2 separate regions of the Gossypium hirsutum genome follow, and region 2 is linked to region 1. Evidence: chromatin contacts called from public Hi-C data. All regions are on one chromosome and are shown on one strand. The core of a region is the stretch at or near the end of the contact, and the rest is flanking DNA. Distances in the headings are between cores, read along the strand shown.

Region 1 (4,035 bases), core at 1,089-3,588:
CAGGAACGGCGCCAAAATTTTGGTAGCTATCGTGTACGATTACCAAAATTAAATCCGCTATTCAATCAACAATAACTAGTAATATAGAGTAAATAGGGATTCGTCCCACGAAGAAGCTTGCGTTAAATCTATTTGAAGAGAGTTGTAATTAAAGTAATGTAAAATGCATGCAAGAAAGGGAAAAATAGAGGGGAATTATGTTTCTACGTTTAAAAATAATCTAAAGTAGCGAATAATTTTTTGCTAAAATTGTGAATGCTGAAAAATTATCAAATTTAAGAGAAAGAGTGCTTAATTATCGACGCCTTAATCCACCCAACACAAGTCCTTCGTGTCCTTAAATTATTTTAGCAGACTAACTCGGCAGCAAGGGTGAAAAATCACTTACGAAGCGACTTCCTATCCCTAGCATATTTTATTCAATTAGAGAACATTCTTAATTGAAAATCTACCTTTAATTATTTCTTTGTTAACTAATTAAAGGTGCATTTAGTATTTTAGAGACTTCACTTTGCGTTAATCAAAGAAAAATCCTCTAGCTGCTTCTAAAATTAAATCTGTAGTCGCTCTAATTAGCTGCAGACCAATTAATCATCACCAACTCTAAGTCCAATTAAGAAATTTGATTACCCAATTTGCACTTAGATGATTATAAGAAAATTCCTAAATTAAATAGGTGATCAATCTAGTTGATTTAGAAAAAATCCTTGAACGATAAAACGAGCAACTCAAGAATGCCAAATTTGATTTTAAAACAAAATAAATCTTCAAATTTCTCGTGCTAGGTTTCATAAGTGTCTAACTAAGCTTAAGTAAATTAGCCACTCATAGCAAGTAAAACAAAACAAATATTAGTTGTAAGCAACATGAATTACAAACTGAGTCTTTGAAAGGAAAATTCCTCAAATCGTCGGGCTTCCCTCCTCTCGATTAGTTGAAATTTCGGGCTGCTATTCCAGAGACTGGATCGACTTTTGCTGGTTCAATTTGAGATTTTTTCCCTTTCCTTGCTCGAGTGCCAAGTACCCCCTGCTCTTCTGTTTTCGACTCCCCCTTTTAAGCTGCTGAACGCCCCTTTTTTAATGGAATATTCAAAATTTGACCTGCTCATTCTTCTTATCCTTTCGCATAAAAATAGCTCCAACTCACTTAGAGTGTCATTTCAATTTTACTTCTTAAAGCTGAACAGGATCATTTAACTTTAATTAAATTCGGTCACCACTCCAAGAGGGAAATTAAATAAATCCTTTGCTTATTTTGCTGCACATTCGGTCTGCTGCACTTCTATTGGACCGAATTTTCTTCTTTTGTCCCAATGCCAATTTAATTTCTTCAAAACCAGCATATGATCATCCTCATCCAGCAGCTTTATTCATGCAAATTAAATTCTAAATGGAGCCCATACGGACATCAAAATGTCCTTTACCTGCGCATGAATTAAAATTAACATTAAATTGTTGAATTGGAGCGAAATTAAATTATTACGGCATGGATGTACTTAATCAATTTAGGCTGAATTATAAATTAATTGATCAAAAGATTAATCAACAATTTAAATAATTTAGCTGAATAAATTAAGCTCAAAATTTAACTTAACACCTACTATGGCAAAGACTTCCTTGATAACACTGATTTGAATACATTTGAGAATATAGAAATGGAAGATGTTGTTAAATATTTAACTTAGGGTAGAGGTACATGGAATTATAAGCCGGTTACAACCTTACCAACTAATTTTAGTCAAGCAATAATGTTTCCAGTAGTGAAAATGTGGATGAAATTCATAGGTACTAGAATTGCACCCACGTTGAATGTTTCTAACGTTAATACTTTTCGATCCATTCTTTTGTATGGTATTTTGTAATGAAAGCAAATATGTGTGGACAAGTGGATTTATTGTGAGATGAGGTGCTGTGTGAAAAGCCAAAAAGCTGGGCTTTTCTTTCCTCACCTCGTGACAACATTGTGTCGAGAAGCAGAAGTTCCAATGGGAGAAAATGAGCAGTTTATGAAGCCAAAAAAGAGTATAATTGGAGATTCACTATATAAACAATATTTTGAGCTTCAGAGGAAGCAATTTATTGATTGAAACCAGAGGAAAGAAAATATGGATATTTCGATGTCACTAAAGTGGAAGGAAAAATTGAAAAATTGAAATATCGGAAAGGGGCAAGTGGGAGCATCGAAGAAAAAATTTATGGAATGATCAGATGGATGCAGGAGACGGGCCCAATACTTCAAGAATTTTCCCAAATGAATGGATTAAGAGCATTGAATTATCCGCCAGACATGTTCGGTCCAACACAAATCTATTATATTGATGAAGAGGAAAGATGAGATAGAAGACTAGTATCTCTAGAGGAATATGGACGAGTATGAAGTAGTATTTCAGCCACAATACTCCACACCAAAAGGGCCCATCATCCGAAGCCCAACCAAACATGCACCTTCGACGAGAGGGACTTCCCATAATGAATATGGGTCGGGAAAAGGAAAAGCACCGATGGTGAGGGGGCAATTGCCCTATTTTGATGATTCGAATGATGATTAAACTAGATTTTTCATTTTTCAATTATGGGATTGTATTAACTTGGATAAACCTTAGTTTTTTTTAGAAGTAGGAGTAACAAGAGATTTTTGTTTGACTTTCTGCAATATTTAGAATTTTCTGTGTAGGAACCTCACATGAAGAAGCAGAACGATTCTAATCTTGCAACGATCAAAGGGGGAGGAACCCATTAATAGTCTGTAGAACTATCTCGATCAATTGGGTAACTTCTTACCTTATCTTTATAGAGGCTACACATTGAGGACAATGTGTTATCTAAAGTGTGGAGGGTAACATAGAAAATTTGTTTTAAATTTTTATGCTTTTCTTTGATTTTTTTCTTGTTAATTGTGTGCTTGAGCTTGTAGAAATACAAGTGATTGATTAATGAGCATATACATAGGTTGATAGTATTTAAGGTAAATTTGGTATCATGATAGGTGATTTTAAATATTTGATTATTAGATTATTAAATTCTATATATTACACTGTGAATAGGCATTAAGCAATTGAATGTCCCAAATGGTATAGAGAATATAAGGAAACAATCATGCTAGTATGAATGATAAATTATTGAATTTGTGATTGTTTGGTTGACTAAATTTGTGAATATTGAGATACCTAGGGATAACCTAAGGCATCGTTTGGTATACACCTAAACCTAAAAACCTAACCCTATTTATTCATCCTTAGTACCTATCTTGAGCCAAAAAACACTTCTTAATGAACCTCTATATAAAACCCAAGCTAAAAATGATAATTTGTGCTTACCCTTTTCTTTGGTCGTAAACTGCATGATTATAGACGTTTGACCATACATATTGAGGATTAAGTAGAGACATTACGGTGGTTTTGTAAAAACAGAGTGATAAGAAAGATCAGTGTACTATGGTGATTATAGGTTAGCTTAAAAGTGCAAAAAGAAAAAAATCAAAAAGGAGGAAATTAAGCGAGTAGGAAAAGTACGTGAAAAATAAAAGCATTTGTGAGTGAGGTGCTGTGAAAAAGAAAGAAAAGTGACAAAGTAACAACAATAGAAAAAATTGCTCATTAATGCACGAAAATGCGTGAGCTAGTCGTAGTTACTATATGATGCTGAGATTTCCTATAAAGAGACATAAGAAAGGTCAGGGAAGGAGAGAGAAGGCGGTGAGTGGGAAAAGGGTCACTAAGGGGGAGAATAGGGGACAATATGATGTACAAAACTACTTTCGTGCTTGATTATGTGTAAATATGATATGTTTTATGTTTATTCATGTGTTCCAAACCAACATTTGTACCATACTGACTCAAGGGTCGTCTTTTCATTAGTTGTTTTTGTTTGTTTTGCTTGAGGGAAGCAATGACTTAAGTGTGGGGGAGTTTGATCTACTATAATTCAGTGTAGCAGATTAAACTAGCTTTCGCACTTTAGGAGTTTGAACACAAGCATTTTGGTTAAGTTTTATATATGTTTCCATAATTTTAGTTAAGTTCAATAAAATGTG
Region 2 (4,035 bases), core at 866-3,365, 170 kb after region 1:
ATTATCGAACATGTCAAAAATATCTCGGATATTTCTTAGAGCATTTTTCTCATCTATGCCTCCAAGAGAGGAGGTCGTGCATGATGTTCCCAACTTTGATCTTGAAGACCCCCTTGGTATTATCGTTGACCACCCTGAATTAGATAATAGCAGTCAACAAGAGTTTGAAACCGGAGATCATGGGGATGAATTGAATATGGCTGAAGCAGCCTCTGATCCAATTGACGTAGCAGTAGACATAGATTTAACAGTAGCAACTGACACAGAGCTTAAACTAATTCTGAGTGAAAGTGTAAAGAAGCCAATACACTTTCTAGCCATAGTTGGAGAGATGCCAACTGAAGAGGCCAAAGAGTCTGTTTCATTCTCATTCAACGATAGAGGAAAAGCTCAAGCAATTGAAATTTCACGCAACATGGAGATGAGGAATCTTGAGGCAGTAATACCCCGAAAAACAATTTGGGGTTGGCTCGAATTTGGTACTAAATGGCTTGTAATATGGATGTCAAGACAGTAAAAAATAAGACAACAACATTGGAATCAACCGAAGTCGCTGGTTCAAATACACCAACAAGGGAACAAACGCCAAATCAAAGTGTTGAGAACCAGTTGGAAGTTCTTCTTCCATGGCGATATGGAGTGTCCCGAGTTTGGAAAAGGGCTTCTTGTTTAAATTTCTGTTAAATCTAAATTTTATTTGCCATTTTTTTTTATTTATTTAAAGTCTTAATTTAGGTGTTTTCTCGTGTTTTCTACAATGTTTGCTAAGCTCGGGAAGTGGGTGAGTCAAAGGGTCAAAGAAAGTGAAATTTCGAACGTAGGAAGGTCAAAATAGTGAACAACGTCCCGACAAGCTACCCACATCCCAACGTGGTCTCCCTAACGTCGCAACGAGCTAGCCCAATGAGAGTGACAGTCTCCAAACGTGCGAACGTTTAAAGTAAAATTGTACAAATAAAAATATAGAAAATAAGTGTGATATTTGTAAGCGAACAGGTCAAATTGTAATATAGTTTTGTGTTAGAACGGAACATCAATAAGTATTTCGAGGATCGTACTCAAAGGAGATTGAATCAAATCTAAAAATTAATTCTACAATAATATGTCTAAATAGTAATCACCAAAAATCATATTACGATAAATAAGAATATTAAAATTAATGTTACCCAAAAAATAAAATAACTAGAAGAGAATAAATGAATAAAGAAAATCTCAATTAAAAACAGAAGATTAACTCGCTTTAGTAATTATAATTAACATCAAAGTCAATTTGGTAAAATTGAAAATTGAAAATTGAGAAAAATAAAATAAAATAGTAGGAAGATCTTGCTTTAATGATAATATTAAAATTTTTAAACTTTTTTAGGAGTGGATGCTATCTAAATTTATTGTTATTTTCGTCTAGATTTGTGTATTGTAATTGTTTACAAGTATACTAATAATTTCTTATGATGATACTTGCAATTTTATAGTTAATTGGATAAGTTAATAAATTCTAAATTAATGGCTAAACTTCAAACCATTTTAAATTTTGAAATATTAGAAGATCCTAAAAAACTTTAGGTCTTTTTTCATATAAAATGTGGTTATTAAAATTAAAAATAAACCGACAATAAACCACTCAATTGTTTATGACATGGATGGACTATATTAATGATTCCCATATGGCTAAAGACAGGGGAACTTGTCGTTTGCTTGGCCAAGTTATCTATCTACCCCCCCCCCTTTCTCTTTATTTCATAATCTCAGTTTCAGTATAAATGTGATAATGTCACATGACTACCTTTCCTTTCCACAATATCCAGTTTAAATCTAAATTTTTAGTGACCATTAATCTAAATTTTTATTCATATTAAATATCCGGTTTAAATCTGAATAATCCTTCCCATGCAAAGAAAATACGGTATAATATTTAACCCCATTGGATATGGTTCATTTCATCAAATCCAGTTGTTATGTCCCTAAATTTTATATTATAATACTTAATTAAAATCCAAATTGTAATAATTTTGATTATAATTATAACTTTTGTGCTTGTAGTAGGTCATATGATAAACTTTTACATTGTTCTTTTATGGCATCTCAATAATTCAACGTAGGTCCCCATGGAGCCCGGTGGTTGCTAAAGTGCGCCCCACCATGAACCACCACCCTCATTTCTCCCTCTCTAAGATCACCTACTCTCGTTCCCAATTGACTTGTTATTTACTAGTACATCCATTTTTTGTAACAGACAGATCAGTGAACATCAACGGTTTTATGAACATAACAGGTCGTTGTTAAAAAGTGTCAGTTGACTTTTCTTCTTGGTTGATCCCTTTAATTTTCTTTTTTTCCAAGAATTATCAAAAACCCATCTAGATTTTGCTCTCAGGTAACCATCTTTTTCACCTCATTTCTTGTCTTCCTTGCAAAAAAATTATTCTTGTTCTCAACTTTAACTCTCTACATAGTACTTTGTCTATTTTTTCTTGTTATGTTATTCATGCATGTTCATTTATTGTGGGAAGTTTATGACAGTGTTGGCTTTGTGTCTTTTGATGACTGCTTGACTTTAATGTTGCTGGAAGTATTGGTGAACTGAAGGTTGAATTGAGTTTTATATAAAGTTTTGTTGGCTTTTCATCTGAATCTTGTTGTGGAGTTCAAGTGTCAAGTCTTTGTTAAATTGATGAATATTCCATTGGGGATTTTTAAGGTTTTGTAATGATTAGGGTTGGTCAATTTTATGGTTGATAAATCTGATTGGTTGTGGTGTTTTATGGTTGATTTGCATTGATGAGTTCTCTCTATAGTTGAATTTAACTGCAGACTGTTTTGATAGAACCCTAAATTTGTGGCTGAGAAAGATCTGAACTGGCTTTTTCTTATCCATCCTTTGCCTCTCAGTTACCTAAACCAAGAATTGAGCCATGGAAATGAATGAATTCAATGTTGATGAAAAGTATATGCATATGGGAAACCCAGAGTCAAATGCAGTTCAGTTTCATGAAGAGGCCTTATCAACTGGAGAGGGCATCCAAGAAATGTTGGGTGCCAATTTGGACAGAATTGACTTGGATTTGGCTTGTTGTAATGAGAAACTGGTAAATTTGCATGTACTGTTGATGTTTCTTCTGGGTTGGGACAAGGATCCCGAAGAGATGGCGTATGGGAGTTGTGATATTTCGGCTCAGTTCATTGAGAAGGCTTTGGTATTTGACCTTTTATGTGGAATTTTAGATTCTGAGTTAAGGGAAGTGGAAACTTTCTTGAGTGCCGTTCAGTCAGAGATTGTTGATGCTCGTCGTAAAACATCTTCGTGCGTACCTTTGGGAGCACTATCTGAAAAAATGGATAAGAAGCTACATGATTCTGAAGAATCCCTGAAAAGGTGTCAAGGGATTGTCTTGGAGGTGAAGTTGCTGTCAACCAAGCTGCAAGCTTCCTTTCCATATTTCAAACATGAGAACTGTAAGTCCAAGTTCGATTTTATCACTTAACATAATTAACAGTGCACAAAAACTATACTTACCCTAACATATGCTTATGAATAGGGACTAATGATGAGGCCATGGATGTATCTGAGCAATATCAGCTATCAAACATCATCGGGAAATCCAAAGTACTGACCGTTGAACAACAAAGACAAATTCTGAGGATGCTTGACAAATCACTTGCGAGGGAGCTAGAGCTTGAAAATAAATTATTAGAGTCCGGACAAAATGAAGAATCGTTAAAACTAAAGCTACATCATACTGAACAAGTCGCTCTTCGCATGGAAGAGGCAGCAGAAGTTGTTTGGGGACGGTTTCTAGAGGCTGAGAATGTTGCTGAGGTGCTCATGGGAATTTCAAAGGAACTATTAGGTCGACTTCAGATTGTTCAGTTTAACATGAATGGTTCGATTCAACGAGAAGCTGAGCTCAAATCTAAACTTGAAGGTTGCATTGAAGAGTTGAATGCCAAAGGTATAGCTTTAGAAAAGCTTGATATCAGCAATGTGGAACATGCTGCAAAAGCTTCCGAAGTATTCACATTGAGGAAGAATATGAA

Evidence for each region. A called contact is a pair of places that touch in the nucleus more often than the background predicts.
Region 2: a Hi-C map of leaf shows a contact between it and region 1, with 2.1 times the contacts expected there. The contact joins the promoter of LOC107920271 here to the enhancer-like site in region 1. A contact is called at or near these places in 3 of 34 Hi-C or Micro-C datasets (leaf and seedling).

The regions. Positions count from the first base shown.
Region 1 is chrD13:18,949,258-18,953,292 of Gossypium_hirsutum_v2.1, forward strand. No RefSeq gene overlaps it. Among protein-coding and RNA genes, the nearest start is that of LOC121225052, 11 kb to the right of the region's middle. Within about 2 kb of position 2,339, at least 4 of the 9 cell types and tissues checked have an H3K27ac peak or open chromatin away from gene starts, as enhancers often do. A contact at or near this core is called in leaf, where this site is marked.
Region 2 is chrD13:19,115,782-19,119,816 of Gossypium_hirsutum_v2.1, forward strand. It overlaps LOC107920271 (WPP domain-interacting tail-anchored protein 2), which reads left to right and starts at 2,116. Exons shown (of 5, transcript XM_016849886.2): 1 at 2,116-3,453; 2 at 3,537-4,035. The coding sequence starts at 2,913.